Linked DNA regions of Mus musculus: all the other regions are linked to region 3. The links are chromatin contacts, called in public promoter capture Hi-C maps. All regions are on one chromosome and are shown on one strand. Each heading gives the region's core, a stretch centred on a gene start, on an enhancer-like site or on the middle of the called end of the contact. The rest is flanking DNA. Distances are from core to core; before and after follow the strand shown.

What was found. Promoter capture Hi-C pulls out the DNA fragments that hold promoters and counts their contacts.
Region 1: a promoter capture Hi-C map of liver shows a contact between it and region 3, with 2.2 times the contacts expected there. The contact joins the promoter of Enpep here to the promoter of Casp6 in region 3. A contact is called at or near these places in 2 of 39 promoter capture datasets (both in liver).
Region 2: a contact with region 3 is called in a promoter capture Hi-C map of second pharyngeal arch cranial neural crest, with 2.9 times the contacts expected there. The contact joins the enhancer-like site here to the promoter of Casp6 in region 3. A contact is called at or near these places in 7 of 39 promoter capture datasets (the C10 cell line, cranial neural crest, embryonic stem cells and 4 more), 1 of 15 datasets of contacts at CTCF or cohesin (pro-B cells), 6 of 484 Hi-C or Micro-C datasets (cerebral cortex, embryonic stem cells, granulocyte-monocyte progenitors and 2 more), 3 of 115 datasets of contacts at active chromatin or transcription factors (acute myeloid leukemia, astrocytes and embryonic limb bud) and 1 of 9 other capture datasets (embryonic stem cells).

Annotation. Positions count from the first base shown.
Region 1 is chr3:129,331,342-129,334,041 of GRCm38.p6, reverse strand. It overlaps Enpep (glutamyl aminopeptidase), which reads left to right and starts at 1,293. Exons shown (of 20, transcript NM_007934.3): 1 at 1,293-2,180. The coding sequence starts at 1,561.
Region 2 is chr3:130,587,052-130,589,751 of GRCm38.p6, reverse strand. The region is part of intron 35 of Col25a1 (collagen, type XXV, alpha 1); the gene reads right to left. Among named protein-coding and RNA genes, the nearest start is that of Etnppl, 29 kb to the left of the region's middle. Within about 2 kb of position 1,316, at least 7 of the 459 cell types and tissues checked have an H3K27ac peak or open chromatin away from gene starts, as enhancers often do.
Region 3 is chr3:129,899,979-129,902,678 of GRCm38.p6, reverse strand. Casp6 (caspase 6) reads right to left here and starts at 1,264. Exons shown (of 7, transcript NM_009811.4): 1 at 1,173-1,264. Gm46825 (a long non-coding RNA gene) reads left to right here and starts at 1,248. Exons shown (of 3, transcript XR_001783989.2): 1 at 1,248-1,362; 2 at 2,559-2,700.

The DNA.
Region 1 (2,700 bases), core at 44-2,543, 570 kb after region 3:
TGAGCTTCAATGATCCCGTTGCCTACACCTCTCCAACACTGGCATTCCGAGTTTTATACCATTATACTTGGGCTTGTTTGTTTGTTCGTTTGTTTGTTTTTTTTTTTTTAATGTGGGTACTAGTAACCAAACTCAGGCCTTCGTGCCTGCTGCAAGGCACAAACTTACTAAGCCATCTCCCCAGACAGAGATTTTAATGTTATCTTACCTAGACCATGGGAATTGCTCTTTGGAAAATGCTAAGCCTTTAATAATCATTTAATCTTGAATATTCCTTCTCTTTATATAAGAAAATCTGTGCAGTGCAGTAACTACATGGCCCTTCAACTCAGACACCAATTCTGCTACTGCCAGCTGCGTGTCCTTCACCATCTCTATAACAGGCAGCCAAATAGAATCAATTGCATGGGATTGTGGGAAAAAATTTGTATGCTAGTTTCTATAAAGTACCTTATAGAAAATACTATATATAATTCTCAAAACCTCCATAGCTACATTACGTTTGCATTGCCATTGTCAGCAATGGCTAGTGTTTGCAACTTGGCTACTCATAAGAAGTTGTAATCCTCTATGCATACCTTCACTCCCTACCAATGACATCATTGCTAATGGCTCTCTGGTAGGGCCAGCCATTACAGCTGCTATCTGCTCCAAAGCTGACATACTATTCCTAAGTTTGCAGAGCATACTCTCGTTTTGGGACAAACTCTCAGACTTTCCAAAGTTCCCCCTCCCCCCCTCACTCTCCTTCCCCTTTTTCGGCTTTCCTGACCTGGCCAGTTGCTTCGCATTTCCCCTTCTGCCTTCCATCTACCTGCCTTGGACTACCTGGTCCTGTAACTCTGTCACTGACTGACTAAATGATCCTTAAACTTAGAAACTCCTCCAAGTATCGAACTCTAAGATATGATTTCCGCAGAGGGCAGAAATGGAATGTTTACATAATTTGAAGGAAAAGAGGAGGAGAAAAAAAAAAAAAAAACAACAAAAAAATCACGCTTAGCTTCTTTGGCAAGCAACCTAATAAAATAGTGAAATTTAAGAAGCCCTTTGGCTGAGAGAGCCCGGCTGCTCACACAGCAAGAAGAAGCCCTAGATCTGATGGCAAAGGTTGCGTTTTCTATCGTAAGCACACCTCTTTGCCAAGTGATTTCTCTGAAGCTGACAGAGGTTTGGCAACATCTCCACCTCTCCCAACCCCCACCCCTTTGCTGTATTGGCCGATAAGCTCAAGCCCTGTTTTATATTTAACTCGCTCCAGTTCAGAAGGGGCAGGCCTGGGGAGACGCTGTTTATATAGCGCTGAGCCAACATTCTCATCAGTCCTCCTCCTTCAAGTCAGCTTCTCTTCTGCGTCTCCATCCTACTCCTTGGTCTCCGCATTCATCCTGGAGTGGCCGGTGGGGACGAGCAGGACCGGGAAGAGGGAGAGGTGTGGGAAAGCGAAGCCAAGCTGCCAGGGATCGGACGCCTTCCAATTGAAAAGGGAAGTCAGCTGACAAGGAAAGTTAGTTAAATTTAACATCCTTTCATGTGTAACATCTGACTTCGGGGGAGAAAATGAACTTTGCAGAGGAAGAGCCCTCCAAGAAATACTGCATTAAAGGCAAACACGTGGCCATCATCTGTGGAGTAGTGGTGGCAGTTGGATTAATAGTGGGACTTTCTGTGGGTTTGACCAGGTCGTGTGAGCAGGACACAACCCCAGCTCCTTCCCAACCTCCTCCGGAAGCCAGCACTGCCCTCCCTCCTCAGGACCAGAATGTCTGCCCTGACAGTGAAGATGAAAGCGGAGAATGGAAAAACTTCAGGCTGCCTGACTTCATCAATCCAGTTCACTACGACCTGGAGGTGAAGGCCCTGATGGAGGAAGACAGGTACACGGGAATAGTGACCATCTCTGTCAACTTGAGCAAACCCACTCGTGACCTATGGCTCCACATCAGGGAGACCAAGATCACCAAGCTGCCGGAGCTAAGGAGGCCCTCTGGGGAGCAGGTACCAATTCGACGGTGCTTCGAGTATAAGAAGCAGGAGTACGTGGTGATCCAGGCTGCAGAAGACCTTGCGGCCACCAGTGGGGACAGTGTCTATCGGCTGACCATGGAGTTTAAAGGCTGGCTGAACGGTTCCCTTGTGGGTTTTTACAAAACCACCTACATGGAGGACGGGCAAATCAGGTATGTGCTGTGTGGTGCTGTGTGTGTTACTGTGTGTAGTGCAGAGCTGTGTTATGCTGTGTGTGGTGGGACGAGGTGTGATACAGTGTGGTGCTGTGCTGTGTTGTGTTGTGTTGTGTTGTGTTGTGTTGTGTTGTTTTGTTCTGTGTGCGGTGCGGTGCGGTGCTGAGCTGTATGTGCTACTATGTGCAGTGTGGTGCTGTGTTATGCTGTGTGTGGTGGGACGAGGTGTGATGCAGTGTGGTGCTGTGCTGTGTTGTTCTGTGTGCGGTGCAATACAGTGCTGTGTGGTGCTTCCTCTGAACCCAGTTTCTGCAGTGTTTATTTTTGCCTTTTCTCTTTGCTTCCCATCTCTTGTGTTTTGTGGGTCTGATCCCTATCTGCCCTTGCTTTCAATTCTGCTTGTTCATCTGAGAAGTAAGATGTTTTGCCTTCTTGTAATTTGAAAATGTATCACCAACTCGAAGTTGTAAATACAATGCCAGTTGTAGAGAATTCAGTAATAGTGAATAATTGTAAA
Region 2 (2,700 bases), core at 67-2,566, 690 kb before region 3:
CTTCTTCACACCCTACAGTCAGGTTCCTGACAGCCAGCACTGCTTGTAAATTTAGAAACGAGTAGTGTTGAGTGGCTGGCAACAAGATGTCAAGGACACCAGTGTAGCCTCGTACTTCTGAACACCGTCGGAAAGTCTGTGTTAAGTGGCCCTCCCAGGACCTGCTGTTACTGACCCCTCTGGCCTGCTCCTCTCCCATCTTATCCTCATCCCATCACAAGACATCTGGAGACGGTTGCATCAGTTAGACATACCAACGGGCAGGGTGCATCTAATCCAGGAGCGCCCTGTTCTCCTTTCTCCCCTTTAGGCCCCCTTTTGCCTTTCTTTCCCTTTTCCCCCTGTGGATACAAGGGTTTAAATAAAAGACAGGTTTTATTTTGAGGGGGTGTAGAATAAAAATTATCCAAAGTATGGCTTAGCTAGAAATAGTCTGGAGGCATTTACCATTGTTTACTGATGTACATATGACACGATGCTATAAAAAAAATAACTTAAGCTGCCATGCTGACAATGGATTCTGGAAACAGGATAGATTGGTTGGTTGGCTGATTGATTGATTATTTATTTATGACATTCAACAAAAAGAAAGGAGGATACCAAAAGGGCTGATGCATCAGAAAGGCAGACCAGTGCTGACTGTCAAAATATCTGAGTCAACAGTGAATTAGGGATTTGTTCTGTGGACCAGGCAAAGATGGCGGACAAGTTACACTGAAGCCAGTTGGTATCAGGTGGAGCTGGGCTTAGGGTAATGGATGCTCTACCCAATTGTGAGTAATTTTAACTTGCCTTTACCCTCCGTATTCTTTAACACATAATGGCTGTACAGACTCAGAGGGAGAGGCTACAGCTTTGCTCTCTCCCAAGGCTGTCCAGTCGTACTCTATTCTGCAGCTCCCAGTAAAAACATTCCAGTATTAAAACGTGCCTCTATTGTGTTTAACTTTTCCTCTCTGGCAAAAATAAAAGTGAACACTTGACTGATTGAGTTAAACACAGATTTCAGGTGCTAGTACACGGCAGCAATGCCAACTGGAGAAACAGTTGGATAAACCTAGGCGGTCTTCTTCAATCTTTGTTGTTCACAATGGTAAATGAGTTTCCAGCCCACAACGCTGCAGATAGGAAAAGCAGTCTGGGCTCATTAAAATGAGGTAGGCAGGATAATTACGTAGTGGGAATGTAGCCATGGAAATTAGTATTTGGGAATCAAGGTCAAGGTTTGTAGGATGTCGGCATGGGTCCTAGGGATGGAGGAATTTAGGAAAGGAGGCGAAAGGAGAGGAGGGAAGGAATGCACCCCAGCTGGTTCACATTAACGGAGACATCTGCAAACGTATAGACAGGCAGTTGGTGCTGTGCAGAATGCAGAAGACAGTACATAGATACATACGTAGATGAGAGCATTCATCCTGCAATCTGGATGGCAGTTGCAATAAAACCGAACAGTCTGAAGCAAGCAACATGAATATTCAAAGGAAAATAGACAGAACAATGCGCACACCGCATTGAAGTATGAGACACTCATTCAAATTAATACATTCACTCTGACAGCATGGGCCGAAAGCTCCGCCTTGGTCATCTCCTGTGTGCCAAGAACATGGGGGCAGAAGGCTTGGAATCAAAACCACTTGGGCTTCTTGGATACAGGGGATAGAAATTTGGTGTGGTTCACTAGAGCATGGGTGAAGGCAAAGCTGTGACAGGGAGAGGGAAGGAGGAGCAGGTGAGACAGGAAATGGACGATGCCTTTGGAAGCAAGTGCTCACTCATGAAGAATCAGCACCCACTTCAGCGAGCAGCTTCAGTGTCATGACATGAACTGATAGAAACTTTTTACCTGTGCTTTGCCCTTCCTGAAGGCAGCGGAGCCATCTTTGAGTAGGACTAACCAAGACCAGGTGTGTTGGTTAAGTGGCATTCATTGCTTGATTGGCAAATGGACTTCAGACTAACTACTGGAATTACTGTGATAGGCAATGATTTGGGGTTGATATTTCAGCGAACAGCAAGCTTTATGGAAAAGAGCCATTATGAAGAATGATATGTTAATGCTATCACAGAGAAGAACATGTCAACATTATCAATCAACAGCATGTTGTAAAATGAAGTGATAATCTATATTCTTCAAAGTTATGTGTCATCGTGTGTATGAGCAGTTGAAATGTGATAATTATTGTCAGTTTTCATTTCTTATACTGATGAAAGAGATATATACAAAGTGTTTAACCTTTAGAATCTAATTTTCCTAAATATAAAACTTGGAATAATTGTGGAAATATTTTTGTGTGAGTGACTAGCATTTTTCTGAGGGAGGATATGTGAGTAGCTTATGGTTTTATAAGCTACAGTAATGAAAATTTCTCCTCTCCCCTAGACTCTTCATTCTTTTTTCTTTGCTATGCTGGGAGAATGAACTCAGGGCTTTGCACATGCTCAGTAAGAACTCTACACTGAGCCAATACTGGTATAATTTCCAACTTCTTTAAAGATAATAAAACTGAGTACTGCATGATAAATTTTTTTCCTTGTGTAACATTTTAGACCCATACAACCCACTAGGTAAATATATAACAATTAAGCAGATCTTTTAAAAACAATTTGCTGTGTTCAATGGTCTCACATAGAACCTGTCTCAAACTGCATTACAATTTGTAGTCAGGATTTATAATGTGGAAAAGAACTTCTTATAGCATA
Region 3 (2,700 bases), core at 15-2,514:
TCGTCAGTCTTGGCCATGTCTCACTTCTCCTTTACTGTTCGACCCTACAGTAAGCATGGCCTCTGAGCTCCTTAGTTTAATTTGTATAAAATCACTCACCTCTTTTTCTCTTTATGGTACCCTCCAGATAAAGCTATCAGCCACTGTAATTGATTGCATGGGACGGTAGATACTTTATCTTACTACTTCCAAAGCTCAAGAACACAGAACAGGGCCAGTCCTGCCTAAGGTCGGAACCGAAAGCCCGGCACTGGTGGATTACAAAGTCTGTACTACATGTCACCAGGCATTCCACTAAAGGTCACTTTCCAAACTAGTGACCTTCATGAGAATCTACCCATATTCCCTGTCAACCATCTACTTAATAACCTGTAAGAAGTAACTCACCTCCCTAGAACATACTCTGGAAAGGGCACATACACATAGAACTGAACAGGAGAGGAAAGGAATCAAACAAAAGGGTGAGCGGCACGGTGCCCTCCCCCAACCTGGCTTCCCACCCCTCACTACTCATCCCTAAACTGGAGATGACCACTAGACCCTGTGTGTCCAATAGGACCACTCCTGGTAGGACCATGGGGACTTTTACAGTTTTCCTCTGGAATAAGGACAGAAGTTCTGAAATAAAGGCCGTCTCTGATAGACCTTAAAGATTTTTCAGGCTTGACGTCGGTTTTGATAGGCGACAGGAAGCCTGTTCTGAGGGAAGCAAGAACTAGCAGTTTATCACTGTGTGGAGAAAAGTTATTTGGGGCTAACGCGTAGACAGCAACAGGTTTGCTGGCTGCAGAAGACACTGTGGCGGAGGTGCTCGCCCAGGTCTGGCCTTGGTTAGGGGTCTTGAGCCCGGTTACCGCAGGCCTGTGCCCCAAGCCTTGGTCCGCCTCCTCTTCCCACTTTTCAGACAGACGCGAGCAACAAAAACAGGATTCAACTTGCAGAGCCAAGTTCTCCACTACACAGTGCAAGCGCCGCCCTCTAAAGTTTAAACAGCCGGGAAGCAGCGGACGTGAGGACAAAAGCGCTCGGCGGGGTTAGCCTGAGCAAAATACCGCTGCTACGTCCTTCACTGCACAGCGCCGCAAGCCCACTTCTGTCAGTCCTAGCAGTCCCCGGAGGCCACCACCCTTCTCTGCCCCGTGCCCCACGCACGCACGGGTGTCCGCACTTACCTGCCCGCGAGCTCCCACCGGTGTCCTAGCCCTGAGGCCTCCGCTCGTCCACCCGTTTCCTGCCAGCCCCGCCCCGCCTCCTGCCCCGCCCCAGGATCCGCCTCTGCCTCCCCAAGCAACTGGGCCCTTTGTCACCCAGGCAACGCCAGGACGCCACTGCGTCTTCCTCCTGCACAGAGCCTGGCTGTGTGTAAGCATATGTGTATGTGTAAGTGTTGGGGAAGAGGGCACTGCCCGGGGAGCAAGTAGGGCAACTTCACGTCCAGGGTGGTGAACTCAGTGTTGCCGTCCCCGCCCGACAATCGCTCTTCGCCACTTCATCTAGTGCTCAGTTTAGTGTAGAGAGCTTACTCTACAGTCAGAGGGCTTTTTTCCTCATGTTTTTGTTGTTGTTGTTGCTGCTGCTGTTTGGACAGGGCTTTAGACAAAACAAAACGGAGGCAACTCCTGGACTTTCTTCCCACCCCCCAACCCCCTCTCCTCCCTCCTTCCTTCCCTGAGTCTCCTGTAGCTGAGGTCCTGACCTTGATCCTTCAGCCCCCACACTCAGTGCTGTGATAACTGTCTTTGTGCCACTGCACCCAGGACTCTCGCATGCTAGCCTAGCACTCTACCAATTCCTGGATGTTTAAGTCTGGCTTATAAAAGTAGGGGTAGTTTGGCAGTGCATGCATAAATTCTAAGAACGACAGTCTATCTGTAGGTGATGGTGACCATGGCCTTTCCTGTCATATTGTGCCTACTGTGTGCCACCTTGTCATTTAAAAGCAAGCAACTATAGATGATAAAAATTATGTTAAGGTGTTACCAGCTGACTGAGGAGTCTTTTATTACACTACTTAATCATGCGTATATGTGTAGGAAGTGTGTGTGTGTGCATGTGTGTAGGAAGTGTGTGTGTGTGCATGTGTGTACATAAGGGAGGTTCTTTAACAGGGCAGGGCGGGCTCACACATGCGTAGTCTCATGCCTGCTGCAGCAGGCTTTGGGCATCTGCAGGTATCTTTGCACAGCCTTTGGCCTTCACTAGTCTCAATGTCACCATTTCTATTAAAATAAGACAGTGGAAGTCTTGCTGTGTCTTGCTTACTGAATAAACCTTTTTCCTTGCCCCGAAAACATGTCCGAAATTAATTGGGCCCCTCTTGATGGCAAGTAAAGAGGGTTAGGCTTAGTAATATTCAATTGTCTTAATAATGATTTTCTCTGTCATTACGACATGGCATTTCAAGCTTTCCCTCCAGTGGTGGTGACCAGTTAAACCTGCACTCAGAACCGTGCCTTTCATGGGGGAAGCTCAGGGAAAATGGCTGGGAGTTGCTCTCCGTTCTCTTGTTTGGGGAAACAGTGTGGTCTATTTTTATTTTTATTTTTTTACTTATTTAGGTCTCATCATCCCCAGCCCAGCTGCCTAGACCTAGCAGAGAGTGAACTTCAGGGTGTCGACCACCGTCCTGGTTTGAATGGCTTGTCTGACTCCCAAGACTGCCTATGCTTTGGATATGACTTTCATTATTTATCTGAGTCC